Linked DNA regions of Mus musculus: regions 1 and 2 are each linked to region 3. A link is a contact called in public HiChIP or PLAC-seq data. All regions are on one chromosome and are shown on one strand. Each heading gives the region's core, a stretch centred on a gene start, on an enhancer-like site or on the middle of the called end of the contact. The rest is flanking DNA. Distances are from core to core; before and after follow the strand shown. Region 1 overlaps Vti1a (vesicle transport through interaction with t-SNAREs 1A). Region 2 overlaps Acsl5 (acyl-CoA synthetase long-chain family member 5). Region 3 has its middle 19 kb from the start of Gm52391.

Region 1 (4,125 bases), core at 41-2,540, 520 kb before region 3:
CAGCTGCATATGTAGCAGAGGATAGCCTTGTCAGGCATCAATGGGAGGAGAGGTCCTTGGTCCTGTGAAGCCTCTATGCGCTAGTGTAGAGGAATTCCAGGGCCAGGAAGCGGGAGTGGGTGGGTTGGTGAGCAGGGTTGGGGAGAAGGGATAGGGGTTTTCAAAGGGGAAACCAGGAAAGGGGATAATATTTGAAATGGAAATAAAGAAAATATCTAATAAAACAAAAAGAAAATAATGTCCATGAGAACAGATCTGTTTTGTTCTCTCTTATATCTCCAGCTTCTAAACTTATGCTGTACAGAAGGGAAATGTTCCATATATATGATCTAATAAAGTGGGTGAAACTCAGTATACACCAGGCTGGTATGTGTAGTACTTAGCAGACCCTGACTGGTGTAGCCATTTTGGGAGAATGAGATTGAAGGGAACCACTCATCTCCAGGGTCAAGGTTTGGAAAACCTTCAGTGGAGAAAGAGACAGCATGAAGGTGAGCCTAGGTTTGGGACACTAAGTAATATTTAGATTTATGAACTCAAGGACAAGGTGGAGAGAAACCACTTAAACAAAGGTACAGAGATAGAATAGCCCAGGATGCTTTAAAAAGGAAAATACTAACCAAAGAGTAGCCAGAGTCAACAATGCCTGATGACAGTAAATATTGAATGTTAGTAAAGACTAGTCAGCGAGTCTGCTCTGCCTAAGCCATTGAGATAATATTCAGAAGGTCTAGGCTAACATCCTGACCTGGCATTCATTTACTCTGTTTTTAATGTAAGCATTAATTTGTATGTGGGAATTTTATAGTTATCAGGCAGTTCTCTTAAATGCAATCATTAATTACTCCATTCTTTAGCCAAGAAATTAGGTCTTAAAGAATTCACCTCTTCTTCTATCACAAAACAAGGATATGGTGTGTCAAGTGTTTTAAGTAAAAGCATGGGGTGTGCCATTGGCTGTCACTTAGTCAATAAAAATGGTGCCTTTTTCTCTCTTAGCAGTGACTTTGTGAAGGACTTTGGAAAACTGAATGGACACATCTGAAATTGGGTTTCAATTTTGAGAGAGCACAAATGATCACAACTCATATCACTCAGTGGCCTAGTACTGTTCAAATACTGTTAAAAGAGTTGCCTTTTTATAACATTACAAACAAAACAAAACATAAAAGTACAAAGCCCCATTTGTGGGATCTGGGCCATATCCATGGGAATGCCTGGATGAGAAACTATTGAGAATGTGAAGAACCGGGGCTGGAGAGATGACTCAGTCGTGAAGGATGCTTGCTACCTTTAAAACAACAAATAACTGAATCCCATGCCTATTACTCATGGCAGGAAGCTCAGAGTCACCTGTAACTCCAGGTCCATCTGATGGCCAAAGGGCATCTGATGACCGTTTTGGCCTTTGCACACACTTTATACATCTTCATGTGCACACAAACACATTAAAATTAAACCTGTTTATAAAACAGAGTGGGAAGAGCAGGAAAGTGTGGGTGTCGGCTCCTCGAACCACAGTCACACCAACCAAAGCCTTCCCCAAAGAACACTTAAATGTGAGCATTTTAGTCGGCACGCGCAGTTGAGTATCAAGTCATTAACTCCAGCACACTTCCTCCTTCTTAAGAGCAGAGCTGAGCTTAGCTGTCCTCTGACTTCAGCCTGCCCAGTACCTGCTATTCATTTCAGAAATGAATTCTATTTTTTCAAATCTTTTACTTAGGCAGGTCCACAGTGGCAGAGTTCACACCTTGGCTATTGCTTTAAAAAATGAACAACTGATATGCAAAAGTTTGACAAACTTGAGCTAAGGTCACTGAAGGCTTAAATGGTAAGAGCTTAAAAATATTAAGGCAGACAGAGACTAAATCTCCTCCAGGTCGATCCTACAACCTGAAATGTTTTCCTAAACATATAAACCTTAAAATAATGTTAATAAATCTAAAATGCCTCAAGTAAATGTGGAACTCCAGTTGTTTTAATATAGAAATATTAGCACTAATGGGTTTCTAAGACATCTCTGTAGACTTATGGTTAGTGTTTTCAGTGTTAGCCTTTATGAAGCTGGAACTCACATGTGTTCATAAGGGATGCATACACTGGGAAATTGTGGTCAAAATGTCAAACAGTAAACATCAGAGTTCAGGCTAGTTCACTTCAATATTTATGTTAATTTTGTAAAAACTTATTTGGATGATTTTCATGATAGCCTCCACGTTAGAGAAAAACCTTCATGGAAACTTATTGAGGATCAATATTTTAAAAATCGTTTGGTCACATAGAACTACCTGACAGTATTATCCAAATAGCCTGCTAAGGAAAGCTGCTTACCCTATAAATGTACCTTATGATTAAAACAGTACATCATTATCTGAGGTCCAAAGTCTTCTTGGTTAATAGATTTAAACGGTTTTTAATCCAGTCAATAAATGTGAAGGTCCACTGGCTACATTCTCTTCAGGCTTCTGCTAATTAATTATGGCTTATTTTGCTCAAGTTCTATTGTCATGCTGGCTGTGTAACTCAGGGCAAAGACTCACTCTAGTGATTTGCACCTTGAGGTATTGAATTGGAAGCCAATCAGGCTTGACTCAAATGAATTTGGACACTGGCTAAACAGGAACTTAAGAGTGGTGCACCAGTATTCCCAGCCCTGCTCTCCCTAACAGTGAAGCTCTGGGGAATAATTGTTTTACAAAGGTCCTTTGGTCCTGACAGTGTGGAGCTGCTCTTGGTCATCGAGTAACAGAGTTCTGGATAGTTTTGTTTGACTTTCCAACAGAAGCTGTTGCCTAATTTTTTTTTCTCATTGTAAAAAACTTATTCAATTTTACTGTTTTATGGGTTTTCTCATTATTTCATGACTCAGAGTACTTTTTTTTTTTTTTTTAAATAAGGACTTTTCTCATTATGGAATTTTTCGTCCCTGAACCAGGCTCACTGGCTGGGTAGACTGCCTGGCTAGGCCCACTGGTGGCTAGACTGGCTGACCAGAGTGCCCCAGGATCCGCCTGCCTCTGCCTCCAGGTTTGATGTTACAGAGGCGCCTCCTAGCCTGGCTCCTGGGGATGCCTGGTCCGGTCTTCTACAGGCACGGAGTAGTTAACTGAATGAATTCTCTCCCCAGCCCAGCATCTGAAATCAATACATTGCCCAGTGTGTGTATGTGTCCCCGCCACATCCCATGTATGTGCCTGCGAGCGATGATCAGGCGACTCAGATATTACCCAGTGTTTGGGAAAATTCCCGTATGCCAGGTTACTTTAAGACATATTTTTTTTTTCTGTAGCACCTATTTTATTAGCTAGATCAACCATTATTCAGTATGGAAAGGAACTACATCAATGTGAATATAGCTACTAGATAGGTGTCCATTGAGACTGTCTCACAGGCTGGTTACCACAGCCATATCCAGCAAGCCTTTCTGCAGTGTACACTCACTCACAGTGACTGTTACAGTGGTCCCTACAATCCCAACTACTCCTGAGCGCTAAGACAGGGCCATTGGGAATTCAAGATTAGCTTACATGCACTTGCATCTGTGCGTATATATTTGATTTGGGGCTGTGCTGTAGATCACACCAGGGCCTTGTCCATGCCAGGCAAGCATGAGTTTCCTTTTATAAGCACTTAACCCACACCAGGAGAAGCTAGGGAGATAACTTAGGGCTGACTGCTGTATGCACAGGCTGCTCTTCTAGACAACCCAGGTTCGATTTCTAGTATCCACATAGTGGCAAACATCCATCTATAACTATTTCAAAGAAGTCAGAAGCCCTGTTCTGGCCTCCGTGGGCCCTACACACCATGTAGTGCACAGACATACATGCAAGTTGTGTGTGTGTGTGTGTGTGTGTGTGTGTGTGTGTGTGTGTAAGTAAAACCACTTTGTCCTCTAAACATGCAATGAGAAAAGACTCTCCACAGCTGAAAATCTGCTTTGTTGAGGGAAAAGTGTAAGTGAGCTAGAAGTCACTGCTTTATGGGCTTTAAGACTGTGGGCAGTAGCGTTGTTTTATATTTAAGTCATGAAATAACCATGCATACCACATACACACATATGGCAGTTATGCTGAAGCATTGACACAATTGTTTATTTTTTTGAGGGGAAATAGGCCTTTT
Region 2 (3,936 bases), core at 1,255-3,754, 690 kb before region 3:
TGGCTGGGCGGTGAGCCCCAGGGGTCTGACTGTCTCTGCCTCTCTACTGTTCGGGTTGTCTGTAATTCTTACATGGGTGCTGGGGATGGAACTGTGCTTGTACAGCAAGAACATGATTGACGTTGCATGCTCCTGAATTGTCCATGTTAGAAGGGATGATTCTGCTGGGTGTTAGTTATGCGTTTGAAACAGCGTAAGGGCAGCAATGAAAACCATCGGAAATGACTGAATCTTCTTAAGTTGGGAACTCAGTCAGCAAGGTAGTCATTTCTGCTGGCAGATACACAGACCCTTCAGTACCTTCAGCTCACCAAATCCCTTGCCAGCATATCCAAGGTCCTTTCATTCTCTTCAAATGTGTAAATCTGGCCAATGTTTGTAGTGGCATGGACAGACACACTCTCTTTGTAAGCAATATGACAAAAGTATGTCTGGAAGGACTAGTCAAATACAGGCAGACTATGGTTCAAATTACAGTAGATGTGTTCTTATTAGTTTCTTTTAAAAAGCTTCCTACTCGTTGAAACTGAGGGGGTTTTTTTGGTTTGTTTTTATGATTTCTAGTGTTCTGGGTTATCTAAGTGGAAAATTTGACAACCTAGTGACTCTTGGCCCATGTTACTATGTGGTAACAATTAGCTGTGATTGACAGCATTTGCCCCTCTTGAGACTAGTCAAGGATGTCCAGTCTCCTTTCTCCCAGGGGGTTACCTCCCAGGACATTGGTCCTCCTACCCCTTACACTTCTACCATACCCACCACCACTGGACAGAAACTTCATCTTCTGACCCTGCTTTGAAGATAGAATTTGTAAATCTCTCATTTAAGGTCAGCTTGTCCTCTAGAGGAGATGGCAACATTCTTGGTGCCTCAAATTTGTTTTCATTGTTGAAAGATGTCAGGTAAGGATCTATTTGTAGGTGTGCTTTTGACAAAGGTAGAAACCCCAGGTGATAAAATCCAACTTGGCTAACAGCCGTGCCCAGCCCAGGAGAGGCAGGTAGGGACAAGTACTAACTAGATTTCTAACTGGCTCTGCTACTTGCTGCCAAAGCCACAGTTTCCCTGGGGCCATCTCCCTTTCACTCTGGGTTGAAATAGCTGCCCTAAAAACGGTGACCTACCTGGCTGCTCTTACTGGCTTTGGCTCCTGGAGTCCCTCATGGCTGGACAAGCCCAGGTATAGCTGGATTGCCAAGCCCCAACTATCAGAACCCTGCCAGGGAATCACGATTGCTCCCTAATGTTTCACACCCCAGCTTGGGTAATAGGTGGGTCCTGGTTTTCTTTTATTTTCTACCCCTGGATTCAGTGTAGAAGGTGTTTCAGAGCTGATATCTCAGACTCTGGAGTTTAGTTTTCCTCCATAAAATGGAAAGTAACCACCCTATAGTTAAGCAAGGGACCGACCATGAGAACAAGGACCTGGCATTCTTTCTTGTCCCCCCCCCCAAAAAAAAAGAACCCTCCCCCTTGATGTGTTAGGGCTATTCTGGACTGGAATGAAGAATTGCCTTCATGGAAGAAGGTTCCAGGTGCCTAACACAAAACTCTAAGCATAGCTAAGATCCTGATCTGACAAAGATTTTTATTGGGCTTGTTTTGCCCCTTTGATTTTGAGTAGGATCAATTGACCTGGACTCTGAGATGCTGTTCTGCTGTGTGTTGCAGTCAAGTTTGAAGAATGCAGATCTGGGACTTCATTTGCTGTGATCTGTAAGGCCCCAGATATTCAGTTCCTGAGTCCTGAGCCTAGGAACAATAAGAAAACAACTAGGTGTATGATAGCTCTTCCTGGAGAAGGCTGGAAAACCAGGGTGTGGACTTGGAAAAGTCTCTGCCTCCCACCCCCGTGAGGCTTATGTTCTTTTCTGTGAAACAGTACTTCATGATGCTGGTATCTACCTCTGCTCAGTGCTGGGCATAATCAGTACTTATCGGCTGCTACTAACCTATCCAAGTCTGAAACTTATGAAAGGACACACAGAAAGGCTGGCTCACTTATGGGGTGGCTGAAATGCTATAAAGAGCTATATGAGCGGAAGCTTGTGTGCTCCAGTTCCTTCAAGAGCCCAAATCCTATCTGTTCATCGTGTTGGGTACATTCTTGACTGCCTTTCTCTGTACGTCCAATGTTGATCTCAAGAGAAATGGTTCCCCAGGGCTTCTGAGATGGTGATGTGGGATACAGGAGCATCTTTCCTGCAGGATGATTGGTTTGTGAAAGCTGTGACGTCACCTCTGTAGAGGTCCCTACTGTTTAGTTTATGTCAGGGGAGCCCAGGTGGAAGAGCTGGACTCTGCCTGAGCAGGGGAGGCTGTCTGCACACCCTCCCCTACTATGCTAGGTGGCAAGGTGGCCTTCTGGGTTCTGTGGGCCATAAATAAAGAAGCAGTTGGTTCTCGAAATTGGGAAATGATTAACTTGTCTTCTTTGATTCCTTCTGCCTTGTGTGAGGACGGTCAAGTAGCTGGGGTGGAGACTGCTTCCATTATTTCCAACATTGCCAAGGTAAACAGTGCAAGAAATTCTAGAGAGGCCCAGCTCTGTTCAGAGAGCATATGAGAGAGGGAGGGAGGGAGAGAGAAAGAGAGAGAGAGAGAGAGAGAGAGAGAGAGAGAGAACATGTGTGTCCCTCTGTAAACAGAGTAAAACATAAAAATGCACCCACTTCCTCTAACTTTTTCTTTGTTTTTTCTTTTTTTTTTAAGGTCTGAATTTCCTGTTGGTATTCACAAAGATGCTTTTTATTTTTAACTTCTTGTTTTCCCCACTTCCAACTCCGGCCCTGATCTGCCTCCTGACGTTTGGAACGGCCATCTTCCTGTGGCTGATCAACAGACCTCAGCCAGTTTTACCTCTCATTGACTTGGACAACCAGTCTGTGGGGATTGAGGTAATGACCTTCAGTTTGTCAGCCTTGACTGAGCACATACTGCAATTCAAACCCTGGTGGGGGTAACATATGAAGGGAAAGAACTGGGGAAGTGAACCTTCAGTCTGCAAATGTCTTTTTCTAGCAAATTTCCCTCGAAACACAATAAAACCAGTAGTATAAGGTGGTGGCCTAGATTGTGGGTTGCTAACTACTCCCCTTCCTATGCAGATGTAAACTAAGGATAGAGTTCCAACTCTTTAACTAGGTGAATTGTTTATAAGGAGCAGTTTTTGTATGTTCTATGAAACTACTTACTATTTAGAGAGACTTTGCTAGGAGGCCAGCTTCCTGGAGGCATCCAGCGTCTGAAGTGGCTGCTTTCTGCAGGTCTGAGTTTCAGCTAATATTCACTGGTCAGTACTGGTGGAAGCTGAACCGGGCACATTCCTCTGGCTTTCAGCAAGATGCCCAGTTTCCTCCTGACCAAGCATGCCTTCCCTGCATTTCCTTCCCTCCGCCTCCGCAAGCGGCAAGCACAACCCATTTTCATCCAGTTTCCTCTTCAGAGAAAAGAGCATCCTTGTCTCTGGCCAGTTGAGCCCTCCTACTCTGTCCACAACTTCCCTCACCTGTTCCATTTATAAGCCACCAGCCTTCAGCCTTCCTCTCAACTGACTGACACTTGTGTCCTGACCACTCCACCTTCCACATCCCCTTTCAACAATGCATCTTCCTGAAACCATCCTCAGTCATCTAGGCTCCTCCCCCTCTGCTTCTATTGTTTCCTTCCACCATGTTTTGATTCCCCTGAAGCACCGGACCCCCTGTAAGAGGCAGGCAGTAAATTGTGAAGGTTTTCTGGGCCACATGCACCTGGAGCTGGCCTCCACTTAATGCTGTTAGAGAGTGAAAGCACCAGCGACCTGTAAATAAATGATCAGAAGTGTGTTAATGAAACGTAATTCATAAAAAGCAGCAGCTTAACTCAGAGTTAGCCACCAACTCTGATTCTGCATAACTCACAGCTGGGAAGACATCTGCTTTTTTGCTAGTGAAG
Region 3 (4,154 bases), core at 772-3,271:
CATGTGATCCTGGGTCCAAGACCCTTGGAGTCCCCACTACTCCTCTGGGTTTCCTTTCACTTCACTTCTTGAGACCATCAGGTGTACCCCATCTGTGGGGACTCTGCTCTGAGCACCCCCTGTAGATCACTGGGGTTGTTGTTATAAGTCACTACTGCTCTGGGGCAGGAAGACTTACCAAGAAGAAGGTCCAACCTCTGTGAGCCATACCTATGCGGAGACCAGACTTGAAAAACCTTTGCCATGGGTAGGGAGAGGCTAAGCCTGAAGTCACATTGGCACAGAGAGAGCTGTCAACAAGAGATTGCCATCTATGGTCTCTTCTCCTCGTTTGTTCCAGGAAGAGGTAAGAACCCAGCAGGGCAAGACTCTGGCAAGGGCTAGTTGGGCATTTGGTGCCAAGATTCTGAGAAGACCAAAGGAACTGTTCTCTGCCATTGGCTAGCTGGGTGGGTGTGGTGCCACTACAGGGCATCTGGTCCAGGAGCCGGGAAGGGAGCCTTGCAGTTCAGCAGGGTATGGGGTACACTTTGGGAAATCTGGAGACAAGCTTCAGGAAGCAAAATTATCAAAGGAAAATAACTTGACTCTCCTTACTCAGCTCTTGGAACTTAGGCTCTGCCTATGCAGCTAACCTCGTCTAGAACCATGATGTGAAATATCACTGTCTTTGTGTAGGGTGCAGTAACAAATTACTATAGGTTGAAAGTCTTAAATGATGGCTTAGTCCATGGCCAGAACCCTAGCATATTTTGTGTGTGATGAGGGTAAAGTCTTTGCTTACAGCTGTCAGAGTTCTTACATCTTCACACAGCCTGGATGGAGAGGAACCAGGCTCACCTATCCTCCAGGAGTGTGTTCATCCTATTCCTAAGGCTCCACTCTTGAGATTGCAATACAGTCAGCCTCTTGAAACCCTCACACAGAGGGACAGGGCTTCAGCACACGAATTTGAAGGCAGAGAGTGGAAGGGGAAACATAACCATTTAGTGCAGACCATTCTTTCTATACATTCTCTCCCCAGGTGAACTGACTTAGATCTATAATGTTAATATTATCTAAAACAAATGCTCCTCAAATCTGTATGTTCTGCTATAGAATCCCACAGAATCTCAGTCTTCTGTGACCAACCACGACGAGGTGTTTCCTTTACAGATCTGATGGGCATCTAGAAATGAGCACAAATCATGACCAGTCTTGGAATTTCTATTCTGTACTTATTCCCATGTGTACTGGCTAGTTTTGTGCCAACTTGACACAGCTGGAGTTATCACAGAAAAAGGAGCTTCAGTTGAGGAAATGCCTCCATGAGATACAACTGTAAGGCATTTTCTCAATTAGTGATCAAGGGGGAAAGGCCCCTTGTGGGTGGGACCATCTCTGGGCTGGTAGTCTTAGTTCAATAAGAGAGCAGGCTGATCAAGCCAGGGGAAGCAAGCCAGTAAGGAACATCCCTCCATGGCCTCTGCATCAGCTCCTGCTTCCTGCCCTGCTTGAGTTCCAGTCCTGACTTCCTTGGTGATGAACAGCAGTATGGAAGTGTAAGCCGAATAAACCCTTTCCTCCCCAACTTGCTTCTTGGTAGTGATGTTTGTGCAGGAATAGAAACCCTGACTAAGACACCATGTCATGATAAAGGACATTCCAGGCCTTCAGTTTTTTCAACTTCTCTTCTTCACCGCACCTCCCCATGTCTAACTCAGGAGTATTTTCCACCCGTTCCATGCTCTGAAACATTAACAAATCCAAGCAATCATTCCTTCCTACATGGTCCATCCTGTCTTCCATATCATTGTAGCACCTATCCCAGCCTAAGCCAACATCACCTTCTGCTTGGACAGGCGGACTAGTTTCCTATCTGATCTCTCTGCTTCTGCTTGCCCCTCCATTACAGTCGACATCGTATATAGGCTAATGTTTAAAAAAAAAAAAAAAAAAAAAAAAACCATGAGTCATACCATGTCCCTCCCAGTCTATTACCCTGTCTTATTTTCTTTTCCTGTTGCTATGACACAGTATATTGGCCAAAACAACATAAGGGAGAGTTTATTTTGGCTCTCAGTTCCAGGTGATGTCCCATCATGCTGAGGAAGTCAATGAAGCAAGAGCTTGAGGGAGCTGACCATACTGTGCCGGCAGTGGAGAAGCAGAGGGAAAGGCACGCATGTTTATTAATGCATGGTTGGTAATGCATGGTTGGCGTTCTTCATCACATACAGTCTAAGATCCCCTACCTAGGGGAATGATTCTATCCCCAATTAAGATGAATCTCCAACACCAATTTACACAAGCAAGAAAATCCCTCGCAGACATTCTCAGAGGCTAACCTTAATCAAGATATTCCTTCATGGGTGTGCCCTAAGGCTTTCCTCCAAGGAGATTCCAGATTCTGTCAGCTTGACAATACAAAATGGACTTCCATCCGGCTTGACCCAAACGGAACCTCTCTATATACGATCATCAGACTCTACAGGAACTGGCCTCTCTTCTATGGTCTCGTCCAAATCATGCTCCTATTGGCCCATGTGTTACATCACAGTGAATCTTTCCCCTGCTCCAGTCTCACCAGTTTACAGACTCTGATAGCAGCTATCACTTTCCTAGAGTACCAGTTATCAGAGACACTTCACAGAATCAGCTCTTCTACTGTTTGTCAATTCCCTCCTGCTTCGTCCCCAGAGAGGCCTTCCCTCCTTTGGTTGACTCAAGGTGCCCATTAGCTTATGCTTACTTACACTGGTCTCTGGTCCTACAGCTCCATCCCCATCATTGTAAGGTGCCCATGAGCTCACACATGGTCATGCTGCTGGTCTCTGGTCCTGCATCATTGTGTGTTAGCTCCTGTCCTGTAGAAGTGAAATGTCCTACTGAATGCCCTGAACTTGGCAGAGGGTCTAGGCTGCTGGAGGTTCTCAGTTGATGTTTGTCAAAGGAGTAGGTATATGACTAAAAGAAGAAGGAACCTGGACTCATAGATGGAGATATGAGGCCTTGTGTTTTAGCTCCATGTCCCTGAGAACTTGCTACTTATCTTTTCAAGCCATACCTATTTCCTGAGCCACCTACTCCAATGTATGATAGGTGTTAAGAAGTGGTCTCTGCCCTCCCAGAAAATGGGAAACAAGCATTCATGGATATTGGGAGCCATGAGAAGCCAACAGGGAGCACTCTCTCAGCCTAGAGGAAGAGGTAGCTGAATTGATACCTCAAAGATAAGTAGGTGTGGCCATAGTGGGCCAGAGAGGGGCACAGAAGGTTCAAAGACCCAAAGATGACAGAGAGAAAGCAGGTGGTGTGGGAGGGAGTAGCCTAGGACCATAGAGAGATGGGATGAAAGAAGAGGGGATGTAAGGAAGTAGGGAGGAAGGTAGAGGAGAGAGGAAGAGAAGAGAAAGAAGGGGAGAAGGAAGGGAGGGAGGAAGAAAATGAGGGAATAGGATAATGGAGAGAGAAAGGAGTAGAGGGAAGGGGTAAGGGAGAGGGGCAAACCAACAAACTGTTAACCTTGTGTGCAGGACCCTTTTGTTTGGAAAGTGGAAGGGTCATGGAGAGGTCCCTATTCTTCAAAACCTCCTCTTGCCCTGGTCTTTGATCCTCAGGACAGAGTGCCTTGCTGTTGTCCTCTATGTCTGATGAAAACAATTGAGGACATGCACAGTTACCTCAGGCTACTGTAATTCTACCCTGTCTAATCTGTGCAGCACTTCACAGTAGGCTTAAAATCCTTATTATGATATGTGGTGTGTATGTGTGTGTTCATCCTGTGCACGCATGTTTGAATGGTACACACATATGACTGTGTGCGTGTGTCTGTGGAAGCTTGGGGTTGCCACTGAGAGTTTTCCTTGATGATTCTCCACTTTACTTCCTGAGTCAGGCTCTGTCAGCTGAACGCAGAATTTTCAGGTCAAATAGTCTGGCTGACCAGCTTGCCCCAGAGATCCCCAGACTCTGCTTCCCATGTGCTGGGAACACACATGGCCACCATGCCTGACTGGCTTTTTCAAATATTCTATGAATTCCCTGGTCCTTAAAGCTGTATGTCAGATTCCCTATCCACTGAGCCATCTCCACAGCCCATAGCAGGCTCTTTGAGCAGTCACTGTGAACAGGTAAGGATAGAGAATCCCAGAGCTGGAGAGACCTGCTTTGAA

Evidence for each region. HiChIP or PLAC-seq counts read pairs in DNA pulled down with a chosen protein or histone mark.
Region 1: a contact with region 3 is called in a FOXA1 HiChIP or PLAC-seq map of pancreatic cancer cells. The contact joins two enhancer-like sites. A contact is called at or near these places in 1 of 15 datasets of contacts at CTCF or cohesin (the NIH/3T3 cell line), 1 of 484 Hi-C or Micro-C datasets (bone marrow-derived macrophages) and 1 of 115 datasets of contacts at active chromatin or transcription factors (pancreatic cancer cells).
Region 2: a contact with region 3 is called in an HNF4G HiChIP or PLAC-seq map of pancreatic cancer cells. The contact joins two enhancer-like sites. A contact is called at or near these places in 2 of 115 datasets of contacts at active chromatin or transcription factors (embryonic stem cells and pancreatic cancer cells).

The regions. Positions count from the first base shown.
Region 1 is chr19:55,439,286-55,443,410 of GRCm38.p6, forward strand. All of the region lies in intron 5 of Vti1a (vesicle transport through interaction with t-SNAREs 1A), which reads left to right. Among named protein-coding and RNA genes, the nearest start is that of Vti1a, 130 kb to the left of the region's middle. Within about 2 kb of position 1,291, at least 31 of the 459 cell types and tissues checked have an H3K27ac peak or open chromatin away from gene starts, as enhancers often do. A contact at or near this core is called in pancreatic cancer cells, where this site is marked.
Region 2 is chr19:55,265,932-55,269,867 of GRCm38.p6, forward strand. It overlaps Acsl5 (acyl-CoA synthetase long-chain family member 5), which reads left to right. Exons shown (of 22, transcript NM_027976.2): 2 at 2,713-2,897. The coding sequence starts at 2,742. It overlaps Gm31595 (a long non-coding RNA gene), which reads right to left. Exons shown (of 4, transcript XR_003952865.1): 3 at 3,195-3,936; 4 at 1,462-1,752. Among named protein-coding and RNA genes, the nearest start is that of Gm31595, 6.3 kb to the right of the region's middle. Within about 2 kb of position 2,505, at least 35 of the 459 cell types and tissues checked have an H3K27ac peak or open chromatin away from gene starts, as enhancers often do. A contact at or near this core is called in pancreatic cancer cells, where this site is marked.
Region 3 is chr19:55,954,915-55,959,068 of GRCm38.p6, forward strand. No RefSeq gene overlaps it. Among named protein-coding and RNA genes, the nearest start is that of Gm52391, 19 kb to the left of the region's middle. Within about 2 kb of position 2,022, at least 15 of the 459 cell types and tissues checked have an H3K27ac peak or open chromatin away from gene starts, as enhancers often do. A contact at or near this core is called in pancreatic cancer cells, where this site is marked.